2 separate regions of the Zea mays genome follow, and region 1 is linked to region 2. A link is a contact called in public Hi-C data. All regions are on one chromosome and are shown on one strand. The core of a region is the stretch at or near the end of the contact, and the rest is flanking DNA. Distances in the headings are between cores, read along the strand shown. Region 1 holds the start of LOC100275340 (Sterile alpha motif (SAM) domain-containing protein). Region 2 holds the start of LOC103629107.

Region 1 (2,988 bases), core at 472-2,971, 160 kb before region 2:
ATCTCCAACCAAATCCTCTATATCCCTCATTTACAGAGTCATCTAAAAGATTCTCTCCTCTATATCTCATTCCTCTCCAACAACATCCTTTATACGTTAAATACCCATATTAGGCCCCCTTTGGAACAAAGGGAAATTTCCTGAATCTTGCGTTTTTCTTGTGTTTTTGAAATAATTCCTGTAAAATTCTTATATCATTCATGTGAAATTCCTGCGTTCCAAAGGAGCCCTTAAAGACATATTTCGCTCTAGATTTTTGTACGTGTGTTTTTGTCATACTCTCAAATATCTTATACATATTTTTGTTTTGTTTAATCTATAGAATAAAATGGATAGAAGAGAGTCTCTATATAGAGAGGATGTAGGAGCATTCTCTATATTTAGAGAACGCTTTAGAGGACACTGTTGGAGCGTGTAGAGGACGGGATCTTCTCTAAATATAGGGTAGAGGACCCTTTAGGGTGTCATGTTGGAGACAGTCTAAATGGCTATTTAATTCACTGTTTAGTCACAGAAGGATTACAACTACCACATTGGTACTCAACTAACCAATGCTGTAAATATATAAGGTGGAGTGGGATTTAGTTTTTTTAAGTGGTACTATACAAAACCGTTTAGACCATTTAACTCCATTCAAACACAAACTAATTGGCATAAACGGTAAACTACGGTTCACCGACAATTTACTGTTTAGCATTTAGGGTAACTCAGAGTATGATGGCCTCTCTAATGTGCAAGTTCCAAAGCCATCGAATGAAAGAATCCAGGGACCACAAAAGATGAAAAAATGATCTAATGAATAACATGTAGAAAAAGACACAGAACAACTGAATCCTCAATATCCAGTGGTCACTAGAACTGATAGTAGTACATTAAAACGGAAGGAGCACCAGCATATAAAATATCAAGTTCCAAAGACCCTTTTTAAGAAATCACATTACTGATTTCCCAAATTTCTAACAGCAGCTTAAAAGGTAGGCGTAAACCAACAATATCACCAAATCCACTTCAAAATGGTTGACACTCGATTGGGTGAAACATTTAGAACTATGTTACAATACAGTAGGTTCCTTCCCCATGGGGCCTGACAACAAGCCAATGATGGACGGAAGGAGAACACTGCCTCACGGATTTCCCAATCTCCTAGCTAATCTCCCAAACTAAAGCCTACTTAGCAGCAATGCACAAGATAAAGAGCACTACTTCCCGCAACAATAACATTTTTTCCAGAAGCAAAGCAGAAGGGGGGGGGGGGGGGGGGGGGGGGGGGGGGCACACATGAGAGAACCTCGACAGTCCATATGAAGAAATCGAGCGGTTCCGGCGATCGCGCCCGGCCCATCTCCCTCCTCCCAGGAGTGGACTTCGCTTGGGTCATGAGGGTTCAGCGAAACCAAACCCAAAATTTGTAGAGCGCAAACCGCACCCGCGACCCAATAAGGCGCCACGAAGTGCTACAATCAGTGTCAACCAGTGTCGATCTCACAAGCTGGAGAAGGAGACCCTAATCGAGTAGTGAACGGACAGATCGGGTTAGTACCACACATACCCAGAGATAACACCGAATGGACAGGGAGAAGAATTTGGGTTTGATTGGACGGAATCCATCCAAGAAAGTGAGCGATGGTTGCTTACCGACCCAAGCTGGGACCAGTCCTCGCCCTAACGGATCTCTGCCACCATTGGACTCAGAGGTGGGCGCGTCGGGTGGGGGGATCCGGCGACGAGAGCGGGAGGAATCGACACGCTAGCCGTGCTGTGGTCGGCGGCGACGCGTCGAGAGCTAAAAGCCTGGTGCGGCGGTGGTGCCCGTGGGCTGGACGCGCGTGGGACCAGCGGCTGGGGAAGGGCAGGGGCCGGTGGCACTGGCAGCGCAATTGCGCAAACGCGAGCCTCTCCGAGGCGCGTGTCCGAGAAGCAGCTGCGTTGGTGGCTTTTTTTTTTCGCGCGCGTGTTGTCCACTCTATATCAATTCCATGCCAGGACAATAGGGCATGTATGTTGCGACGGCTTACAATAATACTCACGTAAATTATCCATAAAAAAATTTAAGATTTTTTATTGATTATCTTCGCTCTTTGTATAATATTTTTTTGATTTGACTAATTGATGTTATTGTTTACTCCATGCAATATATCTTGGTACAATACGACTAATGAAGTGAGCGATTAGAAAGAGTTCACAATGACTGATGAATGAACAGAGATTATAAAATAACATAATTCCATCATACAGGGACCAAATAAGACAAAATTTGTAAGCTCAAGTTTTTAAAATAAGTCTCATGAAGTCAAACTTACAAAAAAGATAGATCAAAATATGGAGTGATTGCTAAAGTCAGGCATCAATAAAAACCGGATACGCTCCATATAAATTATGCTACTTCGTAGCAATTACTAACGTTTAAAACCAATAAATAACCTTTTATTTTGTTGTTAGTGTGACAAATCATTGTTGCTCCCTCCAATTCAGCAACCTCAAACACCATGTAGTCCATTGCGCCAATATGGTCTCAGAAACGACCTAATGTTTGCAAGAGCCAAGAACGTCGTGTCGTGCTTGGACTGTAGCCTCAGCCCGTAGTGCTGGCCCGACCCTACACGATTGTTTTTTATTTTACAAAAAAAAGTATATATCTATATACAATTTATATTCAATATTAAAAATATCTTAGCATGATGTTCTACTGGTTAGACAGCTTCACCCAGTGTCTCCCGTCCTTCTTCCATCAGGACATGGGTTCGAACCCCACCTCCTGCACCATTTTTTAACATTTTACGTTGATTTAATTAAATGGATCGACGGGCTAATGGGTTGGCTCGACACAGTTAGCAGGCCGGCATGACGTGTCTGGGCCATAGTTCTGGCCCACGTGCGTCTAGCCCGTGTCGGACGCCGTTTGGCCATCTATATATATAGACGTGCAGCGGATTAATTTGAAATAGTTGTGAGGGGTTATTTATAAAAGATGACGCATGAAGACCGTTG
Region 2 (3,064 bases), core at 559-3,058:
GCAGCGGGGCTGCGTTGTACGGCTGCCCGATGCCGAGCGCGGCGGCAACTAGGGGGCCGTTAATGGTGGCAGTGGAGAAGCAGGGCACGAGCTCACGGCCGGTGACCAGGTTGCCATGGTTGGCAGCGCCGCCGCAGTAGGAGCTGGTGTCGCCGTCGGCGGCGCCGGCATTGGCCACGGCGGCGGCCGCCGACGCGAACAGCGGGCCAGGCGTGGATGACGACGACGCGCCGCCGATGGAGGCCGAGGTAGAGTCCGAGAAGCAGGAATCGCCCGCGGCGGTGCCGGTAGTGCTGCTAAGGGCGCCGAGGCGGTGCTTGCGGGCTGCAGGTGGGACCTCGCCGGGCTTCTGGAACACCCTCGCGATCACCCACTCGTCCTGAAAAAATAAAGAAACAATCTACAGTTCAGGTGTCTGTCTTCCTTCTACTGCAGACAATTAATAAAAAAATACTCCTTATTGATGAATCTAGTGGCACATGAATGTACTTTGCTGAATAGATTTTATACATGATAAAAGGGGGAGAAAATCATTTTTGATGAATCTAGTGGCACATGCTTGACAGAAAAGATAGGAATTAATACAATATACTACTAGTAGATTTTAATATTCATGAGATATCGATGAACTTGAGAAAGTGCTAGCATATGGAGCATTTATTACACTTCGCTGATACGATCGCATTCGTGGCCACTGGCCAAGAAAAGATTCGAATCCCTGTGCCCTATCTTTCTTCTCCTGCGCTGCGCTGGGCCTGGGCAATGGGCATGCCATATCCACGCACGTTAGCAGCTAGCAGCAGCAGAGCTGCAGTAGTACGTATGCTACACGCATGCACTCAACTGATGCCCCTGTGCACACTATACAGCAGCCGCTAGCTCCTGTCCTACTCTACTCGTAGGCGTAGCCATGCGATGCTTGAGTGAGACTCCCTTCTGCCCTCTCGTCATCATTACAATGTGTCTCTAGTGCTGTACTGTGTGTATTTGGAGTATTGTAGAGAGAAAGGGTACGTACCCTTGTGGAGCTGGGGAGGAAATGGTAGGCGTAGGCGCCCTCGAGGCGGTACTCGTGCATGACCCAGTGCGTCTTCTGTCCCTTGGGGGCGCGGCCGCGGTAGAAGACGAGCGTCTTCTTCATGCCCACCAGCGCGCCGGTGCGGCCGCTGCGGATCTCGCGGTCCTTGCCGGTGGCCTTCCAGTAGCCGGCCACCGTGGCGCGGTTGGTGCGCAGGCCCGTCGGGTACTTGCGGTCGCGGAGGCTGTAGAAGTACCACTCCTTCTCCCCCATCTTCGCCTTGTCTGATCAGATCAGATCACATCACATCACGACAAGCTTAATGTCTATTCAATCGGTGGGTGGTCGATGCAAGCAAAGCAGCTCACTCACCCGGGAGCTCCCATGGCTCGCACTTGTTCAGGTCGATCTCCGCGATGGCGCGGCCGCAGAAGCTGCCGTCCACGGCCTTGCGGAGGAGGTAGTAGGTGATGAGCTCCTCGTCCGTCGGGTGGAACCGGAACCCCGGCGGCAGCTCGCCACCGCCACCGCCGCCGTCCAGGCCGAACCGCTCCATCGTCGTGTTGGCTGCCCCCTCCCGGCCGCCGAACCTGCTACTCTTCACCACAGCAGCTAGCTAGCACCAACAAACAAACAAAACAAAACAACACAACACGATCGAGGACAGGAGCATCCATTATTAATTAATGCAACAGCAAGAGCCAGCAGCCAAAGAAAAGGAATGGAAGCATCAGCAATTGTTTGTACGTACCTGTGGCTGTGGAGTCAAGTGAAGGCCCTTTTTTTGTTTGGGGGATGGAGCTCCGGGCTTCGTTTTATAGCCGGCATTGTGGCATGCGCTCGCCAGGGTCCAGGGACAGACAGACAGACAGGGAGGCGTAGTGCAGTGGCTAGTAGGTAGCAAGAGAGGGTGGGTGGCGAGCCGAGTAAATGGCGGATTCGACCAATCGGGGAGGCAAATCTCAGAGGCAGCCGGCGGACGTGACGTGGCGGAGTGGTGGAGCTTTGCTTCTGTCTGGGGTTTTGTGGAAGGATGGACGGTGGACGCACATCGGATCGGACGGATCAAGGTGCTGGAATTCTTTTATTGTTCATTCATCTCGGATGCGAGTCGGAATAACAAGAATCCAGTACGTTTTTTAGTCTTCAAACATTAAAAGCTAAAATTTGCTCTATGGTGACGGTAACATTTATTTATAATATATTAATATAGCAGCATCTCCATCAAAATAATGCTCCAAAGTTTAAAATACTATATAATTTAAAGTGTTTAGTACATTATAGATAACTTGAGCTTCAACAGTTAAACCTTAAATCATATACTCTAGAAAATAAATTAAACTGTTGGTCAGAAAAAGGTTAAGAATAATGTACAAAACATGGATATGGCAATAATATGATATTTAGTATATTTGGGTACTTTATGGTGTGTCATATATTCTTTTGATAAAAATTTATAAAATAAGGCGAGTTTTTTTTTATGAGTTGAGTTTTCTATTTCAAGATAGGGCACTGATTTAAGTTAATATTGGAGATGCTTAAGGGTTCTCGTAGTAAGCTAAGCAGAATCATGCCACAAGTAACTAACCATGATAACTAAGGAGTAGGGTGAAGCCTGGCCCACTACTCTTCCTGGTCCTTTCCTACTGAGGCAGCATCTCACTCGACCGTCCAACCCAATGCAGGATGGTGGCCAAATCACTCCAGCAACCATGTCATTCAATGAAGTACCTCTAAAATTATGCCACAACCAAGACTGAGTATACTAATACTTAGCTAGATTTACCCGGTGTGAGGAGTCTACTCCTCTACCTCTAGACCATGAAGCTATTTGGGTGAGGGGTTTGGTTTGCCAAAGCACTAGCTGAGTCTGAGTCAAATTTTAGCTTTCAAGTTCTAGAATATTCTTTAGACTAGGTTAGTATTCTTCTAAGCATACATGGTAATAAACATTTATTGCAAGCAACACTTTATATCATGAAACCTAATTTCACTTCTTACTCGATGCAGTAGCATGGATCAAGAAGTCTCATTAGCTGGGAGAAG

The links. Hi-C and Micro-C count contacts between places; a contact is called where the count stands out from the background.
Region 1: a Hi-C map of ear shows a contact between it and region 2, with 1.7 times the contacts expected there. The contact joins the promoter of LOC100275340 here to the promoter of LOC103629107 in region 2. A contact is called at or near these places in 2 of 25 Hi-C or Micro-C datasets (ear and tassel).

The regions. Positions count from the first base shown.
Region 1 is chr6:28,140,720-28,143,707 of Zm-B73-REFERENCE-NAM-5.0, reverse strand. It overlaps LOC100275340 (Sterile alpha motif (SAM) domain-containing protein), which reads right to left and starts at 1,721. Exons shown (of 4, transcript NM_001149437.1): 1 at 1,636-1,721; 2 at 1,289-1,504. The coding sequence starts at 1,378.
Region 2 is chr6:27,978,872-27,981,935 of Zm-B73-REFERENCE-NAM-5.0, reverse strand. It overlaps LOC103629107, which reads right to left and starts at 1,808. Exons shown (of 4, transcript NM_001301482.2): 1 at 1,770-1,808; 2 at 1,391-1,634; 3 at 1,019-1,302; 4 at 1-379. The coding sequence starts at 1,574.